Linked DNA regions of Ovis aries: region 2 is linked to region 1. Evidence: chromatin contacts called from public Hi-C data. All regions are on one chromosome and are shown on one strand. Each heading gives the region's core, a stretch centred on a gene start, on an enhancer-like site or on the middle of the called end of the contact. The rest is flanking DNA. Distances are from core to core; before and after follow the strand shown.

Region 1 (2,700 bases), core at 169-2,668:
ACCAGAACTCCACTCAGCTCACAGCCCCAGACCCCTCACCTCTACCTCTGCCCTGTACATTACACTGTGCTCCTAGAATCTAGGTGCTTCAACAATCTCCAGACTTTCTCTCTCACCTGACCCCCAGACTCACAGAGATATCACAGAGACCCCACAGATCAGAGAACCCATAGGGGTCCTCATCTGACATAGGCAGTCGAGGTAGGCTCCCCATGTTTCATGAGGGTGGCAGTTTCATGAGGAGAGGGCTGATGTGATATGGACTGCACGGTAGGTCTGAGATCAGAGGCTTTGGTGCCAAGGTGTGGCTCTTGGTTTGGAGCTCACCAAGTTCCTATGAGTTAGAACCTCTAGTAAATCTGTTGGTAAGTTATTGGTTTAGCCAGAGATTTATAGGGTCAGCATTTAAGTTTGATATGAGGAGTCAGAAATTCAATACTGAGGTTTATATCAGGCTTGGAGGACACTATCAAGTGCTGAACTAAGGGCCAATTCAGGACCTGACTCAGGTCCACAGTTGGCATTGCTGATTTTGGGGTGCTGGCCAGCCTCAGGCTGGGGTTGATATAGGGTCAGAAGAGTAGAGAGTGAGTATGGGGCTGCAGTGGATTTGTGTGGAGCTTCTACAAGGCCAGTCTCATAAATCTTAGGTTCCAAGATTACCACTAGAGGTGAGTCAAGTTAGGGTCTTAAATGGGCCCTCAAATGGACAAGGTCTGAGGTCAGTATTTGTATTAGGGTCCTTTTCCAGGGACTCAATCCTAGTTCACAAAGTGTGTTGGTATTGACCTGGGTCTGGGACTGCAGTATTAGAGTTTTATGGAAAGGCTTGGGGTTCACAAAAAAGTGCTGGGTAGCTACCATAGCAAAGTAGCTATCGTATTTTAAGGTTCACACAGGGACTGGGGCTCAGCATTGGTACTGGGGTCCATTTAAGGACCAGGGTTGATGCTGGGGTCACGATCAAAGAAGAGGTGATAAAGGGATTTTAGCCTAAGAATTGGAATTTCAGTTTAATAAAGGGGTTCAGATTAAAATTACTACTCGAGCCAACTTCACGGCAGATTTGGGGGTTTGGACTTACTGTTGAGTTGGGGTGGGTCTGGGCTCAATAGCAGGTTCAGATCTCTACGGAGAGAAAATGGGGTCCTAGAGTAATATCAGGTTCACATTTGGATTGGAAGCCTCTAGTAGGATCCGGACTTCGTATGGAAGTTTGGGTCTGCCCATGCTTATTATGGGGGTTCCGGTTCTGTACTGGGGTCCGGGTCGGTTTACACGCGGGGTTGGGTTGCGGCCTCGGGCCTACGCGGCTCAGCAGCTCTACGAGCGAGAGTGCACGAGGGGAGGGGCGGCGCCGGGGACGCGCACGGCAGGGGCAGGGGCGCGGGCGTGGGCGCGGGCACGCGGCTGGAGCTGGCGCGGGAGCGGCGGAATCGGTGGCGGCGGCGGCAGAGGCGGCGGCTCCAGCTCCGGCTCCGGCTCCAGCTCGGGTGGCGGTGGCGGGAGTGGGATCCGGTGGCGGCGGCGGCGGCGGCAGAAGAGGAGCGGGAGCAGCGGCCCCAGAGGCTTGGGGGGACATGCGGACCGACGGCCCCTGGATAGGCGGTGAGTGACCCCCGGGCCCCCTTCCAGTTCCCTCCGCATCGGTCCCTTCTCCACTCCCCCGCCCTCTCCCCGCGTTCGCAGAGCGGAGCTGGGGGCGGTCCCGGGGGGCTGGGGGCGCCGCTTAGGCCGGGCCGCGCCCCCACCTGCCGCGCCCGCCGCCTCGGCTAAGCGCCCCCACCAAGCCCGGCGGCTCCTCCCCGCGTTACCCCGCGGCAGACGGACCCCCCCCCCCCATCGCCCTGCCGCCGGCTGGCTAGCTCCTTGCCGCCCCTCGGCGCCTTCCCCTTTCTCCGCCTCGCCCCCTCCCTCCCGCCGCACCTGAGCCGCAGCCCGCGCCGCCCCCCTCCCCCCCGCCCAGCGCAAAGTTTCCCTTTTGCGTTGGGGCTCCCCCTCCTGGGTCCCACCTCGTCTGCCCCCACCACCGGCGCGGACACGCTCCGGGGGCGGCCCTCAGCCTCCCACCGCCTCCCCAGCTCCGGGCGGGTCCAGGCCGCGCCCCCGCCCCCGCCGCACAGGCGCCCCCTCCCAGCCGGCGGGGGATCCGCAGCCGCCGCGCCCCCGTCTTGCTCGCGGCCCGGGCGCACGTGCCGTCCCGGGGTGCGCGGGGCGCGAGTTTGGAAACCCCCACCTCCCCAGCCCCCGCACCCAAGTCGCCGGCGCCGGCTGGGGAGGCGCTGGGCCGGGCTGTACCCGCCCCTCCCCGGGTGCAGTGACCCAAAGGCCCTGGGACGACCTGTCCCGTGAGGACGTGTCCACTCGGACCCGCTCCGGAAAGTTCACTCAGTCGCCGCCCGGCGTCCCGTCCCGTGTTGGTGTGCCCCGGTCCTCATCGCTGTGCCCACGATCCTGTCTCGGCTTATTTCTCCTTTTCCCTCCGTGTTTCCGTCTCTCTACGCCCTTCAAAGCCTCTGTATCTCTGTCTCCCCGTGTCGCGGCCTCCCACTTTCAACCCACTCCACCCCCCAAGCAATCCCGGGGTCTCTCTGCTGTCTGCGACTCCCTCCGGGTCTCCCCTGCTCTCTCGCTGGCTCTCTGTGCTCTTTCTCCCGGCTCTCTGTGCTCCTTGCCGGGTCTCTGTGTTCCTTCTCTTGG
Region 2 (2,700 bases), core at 63-2,562, 470 kb after region 1:
TCAAAGCTGTAGCACCGCCTGGAGAGCCCGGATTCCTCGAAGCCGGCGCGCTCGCCTTAATCCCGGTGCGAGGTGTCGGGAGCGGGCGTTACATCAGCCGCCACGTGTGGGCCTCTCAGCTGGTGTGGGGGCGGTGACCCCGCCCCCCGGCCCCTGCGGTGGAAAAGTACCGGGGCGCCCAGGTCCCCGCCCCCTTGCCCCGCCCCCGGGCCGGCTCGGGCCCCTCCCGGCCCTCCGGGAAAGCCCCCCTCCCTCCCGGCCCCAGCCTCGCGGTCTGCTCCCGTCGGCCGTTGTCTGCGGGGTGCGGGGCACCGGTTGGGGGTGGGCGCCCGGGGCTGCTAGGCCCCTACCCTTACCTGCGGCCGCTCAGGCCCGCCTTACTCACACCCGGAATGAAGGTTGGGATGGGGAGGGCGCGGATTCTTCCCGGGAGAGCAACCGCCCGAGAATACCGTGGCCGTAACCCCTTCCCAAAGCCGGGAGCCGCAGACAAGGGTCCGAGGGCACCGAGACTCCCTGGCACGGCTTCCCAGGACCTTTGGGCGCGCGGGAACCCGCACCCGACCGGCGAGTGGGCGAGCAGATAGGGAGGCAGGGCGGCTGGAGGGGCCAGATAGGCAGCCAGGCCGGCCGGCGGCCGGCGAGAAGATGGAGAGCAGGAGCCCGCATGCGGGGCGCAGACCCGGGTCGCCGATGCCCGGCGTCGGCAGGCCCCAGCGCGCAGACCCACTGGCGCCTCGTACAGACGCTCTGGTTCCGGAGCTGCCGGTACTTTCACGCGCCCGCCGCCCGGGACCAAACCGGCATCGGCACGCATCTCCCCCTCCTCCAGGAGCAGCCACCACCCCCCCACCCCGCCGCCGCCCGGCGCCGCCGTTCTGCCCGCTGCAGCTCCTTGGTGACAGCGGTGACACCCAGACGCACGCACCTACCCGACCTTTCCGGCGAGACAGACATCCCCACGCGTGCACCCACTCTCATCCACAGATGCCCGCATGCATGCGCGATCACACACACACACTCGCTCGCTCGCTCGCTCTCTCTCTCGCTCTTCCTGGGGCTCAGCCCCGTGGAGCCAACCAAACACCCAGACCGACGGCAGGATAGAGAGAGGCTCGGGCCGCAGCGCCCCCTTCCCATAGCCCCCTTACCATACTGCAGCCCCCGGCCCAGGCGAGCTGGGTCCGAGCCGCGGTGCGCCCAGGTGGCTTTCTTAAAGGGAAAGTTGCATCAGCCTCTTGAGGCTATGTGCCGCCGCAAGTCTGCCCGCCCCGCGGAGCTGCTCGTCGCTCCTCCTGAGCTTGTTGTGTTTTGGTTTCGGGGAGGCGGGGGCCAAGAGTTTGGTGAAAGTTTGGAGAGTGAAGAAGGCTTGGGAGACCTAGCCAAGTCCCTCCCCTCTCGGAGCAGCTCCCCTGGCCGCCCTGCCCACCCACGCCACCCCCCCACCCCATTCTCATCCCCACCCCCCGGCCAACTTCTCAGGCTCCTCCTCCCAGGGAATAAAATTACAAGTTGCTCCAAGCTTTCCGACGATTGAACCCCACGAACCCCTGGGAGTGGGCTCCGAAAAGGAGCCCCCTGCTCCGCCCCATCCTCGCTGCCCTCCAGCTGGGGCCCTTGGAGGAAGTAGATGTCGTCCCCTTCGGCTAGGCTGGAAAGAAGCCAGAAAGGCCTGGGGCACTTGGGGGACTGGGGCTGGAGTTAGCCTGCCAGGCCCCCGGCCTTCTGCGCCTGCGTTCCCCCTAGAGAGAAGTCTGAGCAAATTCCATCCCCTTTAGAGCGGTGCCGCTGGGGACTGTGGGCACAGCTGGGTAAGGCCTGGGTCCTCCTCCTTGGGACTGGAGGGCTTGGGGGTCCTTTCTCCACGGACCTGCTCACTGGTTTGGTCAAACCTACACTGGCTCGGGTTCTATCCTTGTGTTGGGAAGGTCCCCTGGAAGAGGGCACGGCAATCAACTGTAGTAGTCTTGCCTAGAGAATCCCATGGACAGAGGAGCCTGGTGGGCTACAGTCTATAGGGTTGCAAAGAGTTGGACACTACTGAAAGGACTTAGCACGCACAGGGGTGGTTGTATTATAAGGGCTGCTGACACCAACCTGGGCCCTCTGTTCTCGCCCTGGGGAGACTTTGGAGGTTCCAATCCTAGCTATAGGAGACTTTGCCAAAGGGAGCTTTGCTGTGCCTCAGTTTCCTGTCCTGCAAAATAAATGAAACACCTTGCTCCAGGCTGCCTCTGAGCAGCAGAGCTTGGCAGTTGGTGGAAAGGGGCTCCCACATTTGCTTGTCTTGAGGCCGCCAGCTTTCGAGGAGAAGGGCCAGTTAGTACCGGCCGTCAGGGGACTGTTGTCGCCCCAGCATATGCTCAGGAAGGGACCAGTCTCTTCTCTGCACCCTGAGTCTGTCCTCACTCTTGTCTGCCCAGGAAACCAGTTTCTTTGTTCCCTGGGGATAGTCAGCCTCCAAAAAGCTGATTCGCACATGCCAAACTCAAATAAGATCAGTTGACAAGTGAGATTCCACTTTATTTACAGAGGCTCTGAGCAAGATAGCAGGTATCAGGCACTGACACTTCCTGCCAAGGAACGCCAATCCGTTCCACCAGGCTTCTCCGGGCCCCAACCACTCAGAACTTATAACTTATTCACATTAGAGGCTTGGTTAGAACCGGGACGATTTGGAGACATTACTCTCATCAGCAA

What was found. Hi-C and Micro-C count contacts between places; a contact is called where the count stands out from the background.
Region 2: a contact with region 1 is called in a Hi-C map of hypothalamus, with 2.2 times the contacts expected there. The contact joins the promoter of SLC6A9 here to the promoter of PTPRF in region 1. A contact is called at or near these places in 3 of 16 Hi-C or Micro-C datasets (hypothalamus, muscle and tail adipose tissue).

Annotation. Positions count from the first base shown.
Region 1 is chr1:18,193,399-18,196,098 of ARS-UI_Ramb_v3.0, forward strand. It overlaps PTPRF (protein tyrosine phosphatase receptor type F), which reads left to right and starts at 1,419. Exons shown (of 34, transcript XM_042247044.1): 1 at 1,419-1,608.
Region 2 is chr1:18,664,729-18,667,428 of ARS-UI_Ramb_v3.0, forward strand. SLC6A9 (solute carrier family 6 member 9) reads right to left here and starts at 1,313. Exons shown (of 16, transcript XM_042239747.1): 1 at 1,152-1,313. It overlaps LOC121817808 (a long non-coding RNA gene), which reads left to right and starts at 2,623. Exons shown (of 3, transcript XR_006057856.2): 1 at 2,623-2,700.